Linked DNA regions of Mus musculus: regions 2 and 3 are each linked to region 1. The links are chromatin contacts, called in public Hi-C maps. All regions are on one chromosome and are shown on one strand. The core of a region is the stretch at or near the end of the contact, and the rest is flanking DNA. Distances in the headings are between cores, read along the strand shown.

Region 1 (3,619 bases), core at 506-3,005:
GCACACTCGCGCTCCCACCCGACAGCCGGCCAGGGACAGGCACCCCCAAGATCAATAACGCAGTTTGAATTGTTTCGGCAAATCTCCCCTCGGGCTCTTCGGATGTACTCCCCAGATGTGCTGACACATGTCCGATGCCTCGTTGCCTCGGAGGTCTCCCCTCTCTTGTATCTCTGCTCCTCTCACCAGTGGCAGAAATGGCACTTGCGGCGACCGCGGTGGCGGCGGCGGCAGCCACCTGAAGCCAACAGCACTGGGCTTTTCCTGCAAAACCGAGACCCCGATCCGCCGGGCGCCCCAAGAAGACATAGACAACAGCCCCCCGCTGGGCCGAGCTGTAGAGTTCTGGGCTCTTGCTCTCTTTCCGTAGGCTAGCTGAGCCCAGGTAGTCCGCGACAAGTTGCCCTCGAAGTCCGCCCCCCTTCACCGGGGCATGGTCAAAGGGTGACTGCTGTCTCTGATCAGGCCAGTTCTCCTGCTTCCGGAGGGGTGGGGAGAGAGGAGCAGACACCGCACACAGAGAAAGAAAGAGAAGCGGGGATTATTGCCCGCAAACACAGGTCACCAGCTGCCTCCGTTGACCCTCCCTGCTCCCCAAGTCCTCGAGCCGCCTGCCGCCTCCAAGCTGGCTTCAGGCGATGCTTCCAGGACGCCGAGCCCAAGGCTAGGCTCCCAGGACTGGGGTGCGTCGGGAGTCTCACTGACTCCCCCTCGTTGCACGCGCGCTTTCCGCTTTTCTGCTATTTTCCAGGGCTCCCCAGACCCCGCAATTGCCTCGCTTCCATCGCCCGCAACTAGCACCGCCGCCGAGATTTTCCGCAATGCAACTGCAGGGGTCGTTATTTCCTCGCCTACGGATCCCGACGCCTTCCCACTTGGAGAGGAGGAGGGCAGGTGGGGGCGGGAGCACGAGGAGGAGGGGAAGGAGAAGGCTCGGCCAGGTGAGCTTCCGTGCGGCCGCCCGGAGTCCCCACGTCAGCGGGGCGGCCAGGCACCCGGGGGCGGAGGCAAAAAGTCCGTCCCGGGGAGGGCGGCGAGGACATAAGGAGCAGTAGCTGGGAGTCAGCACTTCAGGCCACTGCCTCGGCCGGGACCCTAGGCGCCAGCCTTGGAACTCCGCCCCGCCCGGCTGCCCCGCTTCCCCTCCAGGAGCTTGGAGTTTCTTTTTTCTTTAAAAAGAACTTCTCGGCTGTTCGCTCACTACAGAAAAGCCGTGCGGGACTCATCTTGGAAGGACTGCGCTGTGCTCATTCCCTCTGCAGCGGAATTTGAAGGATTTTTTTTCTTTCTTTCTTTCATAATCCATTCCCTGCCCTCTCCTTTTCGTCCCTCTCCTGCTCCCTCCTTCCCCCCCCCCCCGCCCCCATCCTGCTCGGATGCCAGAAGAAAGCTACTTACCCCACAGTTCTCTTCGCAGATTCCCTGATCAGGTGCAACTCTTGCCCGCAAGTCCCTCACCTCCCTCCTCTCGCAACGGACACTCTAAGTCCGGGTACCAGCGGCCGCCAACCGCATCCCTATCAGAGCAGCTACGGGAGAATCCGATACCATCGGAAACCCAGGCCTCCCGGGAAACGGGTTTCCCTTCTTGTTTTTCTTTCACCGTTTTTCTTTAGAAAAGCTCTCAAACGCTTTGGTGGCTTTTGATGGACCCCGGGATACTCTCGGTCAGCGACACTCAGCAGCTTCCAGGGAAGGAGATTTTCCCCCAGCAAGCCGGCGCGCGCGCACTCTTGCCCAGCGCGCGGCTCTCTCGGGCCCCAGGGGAAGGAGGGGGCGGCGAGAGCACCACCCACCACCCAGGCGGAGCCGGAGCCGCCGGGTCTGCAGAAGGTCTAGCCCTGGAAGGGCGGCCTGGGAATGCAGTGCGGATGCAGGGTAAATGCTAGGAAATCCTGCGCTCCGGACTGCTCGCCTAAAAGGGCTAGGGGTGAACAGGGAAGGAAAAACTGCAGCAGATTTGTGTGCGTCTATCAAGGCAGGAGTGGCTGGCGGAAAGCCCCAGACCTACCTCTTTTAAGGGTGCTGAAGAAGAAGAGGGCAGGGCAGAGGGAATCCCTGGAAAGATCTGGGGTTTGTGGAGAAGCTTGTCCGGATACCCAAGTGTGACGTTGGGAGGCTTTGCATAAGCGCGGATGGACACACACAACAAACACACGCACAACCCACAGGGAATATTTTTGTACTTTTAAATTGCTGATGCTTAGAAGCTGTTTCACTGTGAGCCTCGATCTAATAAGCATAGAAAGAGTGGAGAAGTGGAAAGGAAGAAGGTGGGAAAGAACCATGTTTTTTGATCTGCACAGTAGATGCAGCAAACACAGCGAACATCCAGACTGTGTGGCATCTAAGGGTGCGGCATAAGAGCCAAAGTAGTTACACCAGAGGGCTCCCCGGATTCTTGAATGGAGTCTAGGAAGTCTAGAGATTCTCTGTACTGGGAAGTCGGGCGTCATGAGACCCGGAGGGGAGCAGTGGGGGTGTGGGGGCTGGCGCTGAGAGAGGAAGGAAAGCAGCTAGCTGACTGCAGAAACCAGAGTGTGCGGTTCTGCAGCCTCCGGGGATCCTAAAAAAGAACCGCTGGCAGTCTTGCCTACTCTTTAAGAAGGAGGTGTGGCCGAGGGAATTTTTTCCCCCCTCTGAGACGACAGCCAAGGACTCCAGGTGGCCAACGCATTAAAAATCGAGGCTCGGATGAAATAAATCCATGCTTTTTAGGTAGAGAACTTTGAGACTCAGCAGGAAAGACATTGAGACTTGAGAACATTAATAGAATCAGAGACGGTGAGAATTAGCCCATTTGGGAAACATAGAGGGGAGTGTTTGTCTCCGTGTCTTGAAAGTAGACTGCATGAAAGGGATTTTTTTGAGCAGAGAGAGAAGAAAGCAGTTTGCCAAATGTGAACAGAGCCATCGTAGGTCAGCACCACGGATAGCGACCTACCTTCTGTGATTCCAAGCTGGTTTACTGACAGCAGGAGAGCTTTCTCTCTGGATGTGCAAGCAAAGTGACTGGGTTTTATACCACATAACCATTCATTTATTAACGGATTATGCAAATATCAAGTGACTGACTTATATACATCAAGCATTGTAGTACAGTGTTGTGGTTTTAAAACTGAAAAGCACGATGGGTGTTTATCACAGAGCTCAGAGATTGTGCCTTCCTGTACATTTTGCCTTAAGACCAATGCTAGTAAATAATAGTTCATCCCTTTCTTTCCTGCCTAGACCTGCCACTGTCACTGTAAACGTTTAATTTATCATTGTTTATAATGTATTTAAAAAATAAACTCATGAGATTATTTGTTAGTTAAAAAAATGTATTGATTGATTTCCATAGACCAGGCATTGATGAGTCTCTAGCATGAATTATCTCACTTAGTCATCATTAACATCCCGTCTTGGTCCATTTGTGATGCTTTCACAAAATAGCACAGCCCACAAAATTTATAAATAATTTTTTACACTCCTGGAGGCTGGGAGAGGGCTGAGGTTGGGACATTCCACACTGAGAGAAAGGGTTCTTTCTATGTCCTTATACAACAGGAGACAGAAAGACAAAATATTTTAAAGCACTTCCCATGATAGTTTTATAAGGGTAAATCCTTCCATTCGT
Region 2 (3,619 bases), core at 739-3,238, 250 kb before region 1:
TTCTTATGGATCACAGGTGCAGCAATTTCAGTCTGCAGTCAACTGGCTCAATGGTGTTTAGATCTGTGGCGAGTCAGAAACATGATGGTGGGAAGGCATGGCAGAAGAAAGCCCTTCACCTCCCAGTAGACAGTAAGCAGAGGAGATTTTTTTCACCCATGTAGATCCCATTTCCTTACTCATTGGCTAGGAACCGAGCCGTCAACACATGAGCTCCTGGTGACATTTTATACACAAACCTAACAGCTGAGAACTCAGCTTTGGCTGCCAAATCCAGATACTTCCTCTCAGCCTCTCCAGAGAACTTGGACTTCTTGGACATAGTAGCTAGATTCTGAAAGGGAGAATCCCAAATGTGGGCCCCTACAGACACCCCAGGACAAAGTGAATATCTTCAGATCACATTGTGACTCTGAATTCACTGTCTCTTCTCTCATAGTTTGGTGATTATGTATGGCTAATCAATAATTAACTACTCATGTGTTCAAGTGGATGGCAGGGTAACTCCCAGACAGCATGGTTCATTGGAGGACTATCTTTAATTAGAAATATTTACTTCGTAAGCTTACTCCCTCATAGGAGCATTTCCAATTTTCAAGAACAATAGAGGGACACTTAATATTCAGCTGTACACTCCAAATGGAAGTTTCTTCTACATGCATTAAGATCAGGAAGGCTACTATTAAAGTATCAAAACATATCACCAAACATTATTTGCAAACATGTCTATGGATGTCTAAAAGAGAGCTGAGAACATCTACATGCACTATTACCCTTTCATTACAAGTGAAGTTCTGAGGACCTGGGTGGGAGAGGGCTATGTGGGGACTGAGGTAGGGTATACATACAGGAGAGGGTGTTGATGAGATGTAGACCAAAAAGAAACAAGAAGATTCTCGGGGACTGTGACCTTTGAGACGCTCTGATTCTGGCCCCAGAGACTAAGCAACCCTGAAAAAGTAGCCTTACTAAGGACTGTCTTAGGAGACCAAGTTCTTCCAATTTCTTCACCTGAATAGGAAGACTGATTCAAAAAGGGTCATTTCTAGTGTTCCTTCCCTCCTATTATTCCATCAGTGTGTTCTTGGGTTAAGGCAACTTCACAGAATGAGACGTCTCAGTTACTTTATGTTGGTTATAAACACAATCACAGATAAGTCTCTTTTAGTGATGCGGTTCATACCTGTGAACAGCATGGGCAGGTGAGTAGCATCCAGCCTCTGCCATCATCTGAAGCTGAGGGAAGGGACAGACCACACTGCCGGTAGACGTTGTCTTGAGTCCTGGGCTCTCAAATGTGTGAATGTAATATATGTTACACTGCCTCAATCTTCCTGACCCTTTTCTACTTTTCTTGAAATATGAAGCCTATAGTTTAATGGAAGAATAAGTGAGTTGAACTTTAAAATCTCATTCTAGTTCTTCCTACCATGGCGGTGTTTTTGTTTTGGATTTTATCCTTTTCACCTCACATGAGTGACAAATTGGTTATGTTGTACCTGCAGCTTTCAGTTACCACAAATCTCTTCGAGAAGTCGTCAGGGTATGAGTAATATGCATAAATAAAAAATGACTGAGCAGTATTTCAAAGTAAAGCATGCCTACATGAAAATGTGGTCTCAAGATAGTTTCAAATGGACAGTTTTTTTTGTGTGTGTATGTGTGTGTGTGTGTGTATGTGTGCACATGTGTGTGTGTAGTATGTGTGTGTAAATATATAATAACTATTAAAGAAAAAGAGAGCCATGAATAGGTGAGGAAGTGCAAGAAGAACTTATAGAAGAGCTTGCAGGGGAACAAAAGAATGGGAGAATGCTGTAATTATATTTTAATTTTAAGAGTAAAAATAATTAAAGTGCTTACTGGGTGGCTAGCATCTGACAGACAATGCACTGGACCATGTGGAGGAAGTTTCAGGATCGCTCACTGTTTGTAAGCTTTGCCACTCCATTTAGAGGTGGTTGAATTTGAAGCTAGTTGGCAGCGAGGCCAGAAGCACAGACCAATCTGCCTGCCTGCCAAGGAGAGAATTAAAACTTGCTCCTGTTCAGTGCACAGCAGGCGGCTTGGAACTAGTACTATAGATCAGTCTGGGTAAACAAGGGTATTTCTCCTCCTTTCTGGGTTTTCATCTTTTCCTAAGAAGGTCAACAATAGCTTGGGAATGGTGATCTAAAAAAGCTGCTATGATTGACAAAGGTGTAAGAGACAGCAAGGACAAAGCAAAGAAACGGAAGACTATTTCTGATGGTTAAAACAAAAAAGAAAGATATCAGAACAGGTGAATATATTGTTTCTAATCATTATGCCAAGTGCACTGAAGACTTACCTGGGCAAGGCGCTAAGTGGGATTAAGGCTCTGTGTGCATTAGAAGAGGGGATGGTGCTGATGGTGAGTACTAAGACTTATGGGACTCACAGAGGTAAAGATGAGATAGATAATTAAGTGTGAACAGACACCAGAAGTGCTGAGGGTCCTGGAAGGTTAAAACACTAAGGAATGAGAAAAGGGACCAGTCAGGTAACAAAGGGAACTTGATGAAGGGGAGGGTTCACTTCACCCTTGCCTGGAACTAGAGGTGGCAACAGGAAACAATTCACGTTAGAATTTGTGAATGAGATTGTGAGGGAAAAGCCTGGAAGGAAGGAACCCAGCAGAATCTAGACCATCTTTAGTATGGCCTGACTCCTTTGCAGTTTACTTGGAAGTGAGCTGTCATCAGTAAGGTTGTCTTCAGCCATACATGGAAGAAACATGGAGCAGAAAATAAGTCCATTAAAGAAGAGCTTACTTGTTCCATAAAAGAAGACAGCCAGGAAGCAAGTGGCCCAACCTTGGCAGAGTGACTAAAGGTATCAAGAGAGATCATGGGCCTTTCTGTTTGCTCTGACCTACTGTTTCTCACAGGTAGCTGTATCCTCATGCTTTTCATGCTGTGGTCGTGATGTTCCCTACTAACCTCACACCTGTGCGGCTGGCAACAGAAAGGTCAATCACTGATGGACTTTCTGGTAGCTCTCCTTTCAAGACCAGTGGCCAGAAATGGCCACGCCACTCCTAGAGGTTGAGGAATGGAATATTTCATATCTCATGACTCTATAGTAATGAACACTAAAGGAAAAACCTTCATTTCCTGCTGGCTAGCCAGTTTATAGTATCCACTGTGAAGAAATGATGCTGTCTAAGAAGGAGAATAGTAAGATGAGGCTGTGTTTTTTGGCAATGAATTTGGCTGCACTCTGTACCATAACATAGAGAATGCGCACGCACACACACGCACACACACACACACACACACACACACACACACACACACAGTGAAACCAAGGTCTAGGTAGTGGAGTGACAGACTCATAGTTATATACTACCAAATGCTGGAATTTAGTTTAGAGCTCCTCAGCTCTTTCCACCACTTCTCAAAGTAGACTCTGTCAACTTTTCACAGCAGTATCTCTTACATAGATTCAAACACATAGGCACTAAATCAATAGAGCAAACCATTCAACTACTCCTTCCACCTTGGTTTAACTCTGCCTTCTATTATCTCAGAAGGAGAGAAACCATCTAACAAGTAAAAAAGGAACATGAGTTCAGAGAAAAACAGGTGTTAATAGAATT
Region 3 (3,619 bases), core at 296-2,795, 170 kb before region 1:
TCCTAGGGTTGCATTTGTTTTTTTAGGACTGCCTTAACAACTGCTACAGGAAGGGAGGCTAAAACAAATGGAATTTACTTTCCACTGTCCTGGAGGCTGGCCGAAGTCGAGCTAGCAACTGGGTTGGTTTTCTCTAAGGATGCTGAAGGAGCATCTGTTCTATGTTCTTTCTTAGCTTCTAGTCATTTGCTTGCAGTTGCTGATTTTCCTCGTATTTTTTCCACGCACCATCCCCAAGCCAGTCTGTTCTCACTTTTACATGGTATTAAATTCTTCGTTTATAAAGAAAACATGTGCTGGATTAGAAATCCACCCAACTCTTCTATCACGCCATTTGAGCATACCTAGTTATAGCTACTATTTCTAAATAAGACCATTTTCGTTAGTCTTAGAGAATAAAGACGCCACATGTAAAATTTGGGAGAGGAACACACTTCAATATATAACTCATGGTAAAAGTTGACAAACACAGTCTCAAGAAGATGCTAGGAGTACATCTACTACAGATCTCCATTATCTTCTAGAGTCAAATAAAATGACTCATCCAGGCCAAGTTGCAGAGTAGGACTGAGAGCAGACCTATCACATGGGCGTGCATGGCTGTGCTCTTGTTGATGCTCTGTAAGCACATCCTGCTACTTTTAGCTCCCTCCTATCCCCAAATTGAATTTGCAGGAAACTAGTAGCTAAGACTCATATGGGAACCTCAACTCCAAGTTGATGAACCATGTCTTTATCAACTAGTTGTACAAAATCCTCTAAAAGAAACACCACCACCTGAATATTAGAGACTGCAATCCTTGGAAATTTAAGTGTCAGCCATGGTACCTGGCACCTGGTCTACACTCTAAGACCATTTGAATTATGAAGCTCAACTGATGTTAGTAGTCATAAATATTACATGGGCTCAGAGCTTCCATCCTATAAAGTGTTAACAGATCTACCCTCATCTGCTCCCTTTAAAGGCTTTGGACAGGAAAAGAGACTTGGACCCTAGGACGAGTGACTGTTAACTAAGTATTCCAGCTCTGCTGATAAAACTTGTGAACTATCTCAAGTTTGGGTTCAAATTCCAGTGCCCTTTCCTGCATTCTTACAGCAAGTAAAATCAACTAAAACAAGCTTAAGTTCAGAGATTTTTTTTTCTGTGTCTCTCTTGGGAGACTCTCTCAAGCCAACCATCTTTCCCTAAGCTTCTCCAAGTACTTGAGGCATCCGCTACTGTGCACTCAACAGATGGTCATAAAATATGAACAAATGAAGACAGTTCATCTTCAGACCCCAGGGAGTCACACAGCCACAAAAGCAGAGGATTTGAATGGGCTTAGAGGATTTCTAAATAATGCCCCTTGCTTTACAGATAAGAAATCTAAGGCTTTAGGTCCCAGAGAGAGTTAAAAACCCAGATAGCCTGACTTCAATCCAGCATTCAGATGGCTTGCAGGATCTGGCACTGATTCAATCAGAGAATGACCAGCTGGAAAAATGTCCTGACCAGACGTGTTCATCCCCCTTTCTCTGAGGGCTAGGAAGGTCATTAAAAATGCAGGAGAGAGACTGCAGAAGAGCATAATACTGTGCACAGCATTATTCAAAATCATTACATTGGAAGCCCTGGTGCCTGTGGCAAGCAGAGTCGCTTCTGTGAACGGGGATGAAAAGAGGTCGTGGGTTGCCGAATGAGGTGTCTTTCTATAGAGACCCCATTACAGCACCAGAGGAGAGAGCATCCGTACCTTCCAGGGAGTCTGTGTAAAAGATAATGTATGCTTCGTTTCTGGCCGTCAAGAATCACAAAAGAGATAGGGAGTTGGAGGCCCTATTACTGATGACCTCTCTATAGAATCCAGTGCATCTCATTTTTAAAAATAGCCTGGCTCCTGGGTGGAGTTTTTGATGGGCTTCATAAGGGAACTGAAAGCTGTAGGGAAAGTCTTGGTCTTGAAAAGAATAAAGAGGAAAAAAAAAAGACGGTAAGGGAAGCAAGAAAAATGTTGAAAAAGAAGCTTGTCTTACTACTCCTAAATCTTCCTGTCCTCTGAGTCATTTTTGATCTTTTGCACCTCCTCGCATGCAGACGTGTTCCTTCGCGGCCATTTATCACAAACTTTCTCCACAGCGCTGAACAGGTTGGATGCTCATCACTCCTGGAGGCCCTTGCTATTTCCGTGACGGCGGTGCATTCTCACTGGCTTGGCTTTGAGGTACTTTTAGGGAAATCAGCTTCCTACCCTGCTCCTTTCCTGTCTATATAACTTCTTGGCTTTTCTGTACTTCCTGCTCCTCTAACATGCCATTGGCTGCACACTTTCTCAGTCATGCCCCCCGTCTTAGCCAGGGTATGATATGTTTCTCTATGGATCAACCAGCTGTGCATAGTCTGATCATTTGTTCAGCATTGTGCCTGTGTTCTCATAGACCAAGTTCATTCATCATCTCTTATGTGTAATGTTTGACTGAGTGAATATATCTTTAGTTGCCAGACATTTCAGACTTTCTCTCTCTCTCTCTCTCTCTCTCTCTCTCTCTCTCTCCCTCTCCTCTCTCTCTCTCTCTCTCTCTCTCTCTCTCTCTCTCTCTCTCTCTCTCTCTCTCTCTCTTTGCATGGCCAAAGAGAACCATGCAACAATGCACAGGGTGACACTATACTTATCAACAAAATCAGGAAGCAGAAGTGGTGCCACCCCAGCACCAGATAGGCCCTCAGGGAAACAATTATGGAGACATCAAAGTAATATCTTCAGTTGTGATGGGAGATGTACAGCTCCTTCTTGTTCAGCAAAAACCTTTAAAACAGTTTTTAGACCTGTAAGGAAGTAGAGGGTGTTTTTCTTTTTAAGATCCACACCAAAAGCAGAGGGAAACAAGCCAGCCTGTTTTGGGAGAAATACACATGTCACGTGGGTCCCCTAAACCTCTGCTGAACTCTTTCAGATCTTAAGAATGGAGGCAGGAGATGCTGCTCATGCTGTTACATAAAGGGGTAAAATTAAGTCCAAAGGGAAGTTTATCTCTCCAAATCCCCATTCTTCTGTATCCAGCCATGGTCCAGGTTGCTCTAATCTGTCCTTGAAGTAATAAACTCTTAAATAAACAAACCCAGGCGGCACAAGACATGGTTATTTTTCCCCCGAGCAGTTTTTAACTGTGTGTATAAAGATTTCTGCAGAATAGAAGAAAATAGCCCAGCTTGACTCTTTTGTAAGCTAATTAAAGTAGAACCTAGGCTTTTATTTCTTAATGATTTTATACAAATTGAAAAGCATGTGTGAGTGTTATTATAAGGGTTCAGACCAGATACGAGATGCCTTGTACCAACTTAGTTCCCTCAGCCTTTACTGGCACACTTTCAATTAAAATCATTTTCTTGCTGTATATTAGGGAAGTATATATTCTCACAGGCATGATGGTGCAACATGGAGGGAAGTGTGGCTCCTCTTTAGATGCTGCTTGCTGTTTCTTCAATAGCCATGGTGATGGTGGTGGGGGCATGAGGGGAGAAGGAGAAGGAGACGGAGAGCAAGAAGGAGAGGGAGATAGAGACAGATAGAGATGGAGATGGAGACAGAAACAGAGAGCTAGCTCTCATTCCTAGAAAGAATATTGGACTGAGTGTGGA

What was found. Hi-C and Micro-C count contacts between places; a contact is called where the count stands out from the background.
Region 2: a contact with region 1 is called in a Hi-C map of cerebellum, with 2.2 times the contacts expected there. The contact joins the enhancer-like site here to the promoter of Car10 in region 1. A contact is called at or near these places in 4 of 39 promoter capture datasets (the 3T3-L1 cell line, hippocampal neurons, pre-B cells and 1 more), 3 of 484 Hi-C or Micro-C datasets (cerebellum and cortical neurons) and 2 of 9 other capture datasets (adipose tissue and liver).
Region 3: a Hi-C map of cerebellum shows a contact between it and region 1, with 2.0 times the contacts expected there. The contact joins the enhancer-like site here to the promoter of Car10 in region 1. A contact is called at or near these places in 5 of 39 promoter capture datasets (cranial neural crest, embryonic stem cells, hippocampal neurons and 1 more), 7 of 484 Hi-C or Micro-C datasets (cerebellar granule neurons, cerebellum, cerebral cortex and 2 more), 1 of 115 datasets of contacts at active chromatin or transcription factors (embryonic stem cells) and 2 of 9 other capture datasets (adipose tissue and liver).

What each region holds. Positions count from the first base shown.
Region 1 is chr11:93,096,502-93,100,120 of GRCm38.p6, reverse strand. It overlaps Car10 (carbonic anhydrase 10), which reads right to left and starts at 1,755. Exons shown (of 10, transcript NM_001361708.1): 1 at 1,399-1,755; 2 at 1-475.
Region 2 is chr11:93,343,465-93,347,083 of GRCm38.p6, reverse strand. The region is part of intron 4 of Car10 (carbonic anhydrase 10); the gene reads right to left. It overlaps Gm35002 (a long non-coding RNA gene), which reads right to left. Exons shown (of 2, transcript XR_388957.4): 1 at 1-3,619. Among named protein-coding and RNA genes, the nearest start is that of Gm35002, 41 kb to the right of the region's middle. Within about 2 kb of position 1,988, at least 1 of the 459 cell types and tissues checked has an H3K27ac peak or open chromatin away from gene starts, as enhancers often do. A contact at or near this core is called in cerebellum, where this site is marked.
Region 3 is chr11:93,270,142-93,273,760 of GRCm38.p6, reverse strand. The region is part of intron 3 of Car10 (carbonic anhydrase 10); the gene reads right to left. Among named protein-coding and RNA genes, the nearest start is that of Gm35002, 33 kb to the left of the region's middle. Within about 2 kb of position 1,545, at least 9 of the 459 cell types and tissues checked have an H3K27ac peak or open chromatin away from gene starts, as enhancers often do. A contact at or near this core is called in cerebellar granule neurons and cerebellum, where this site is marked.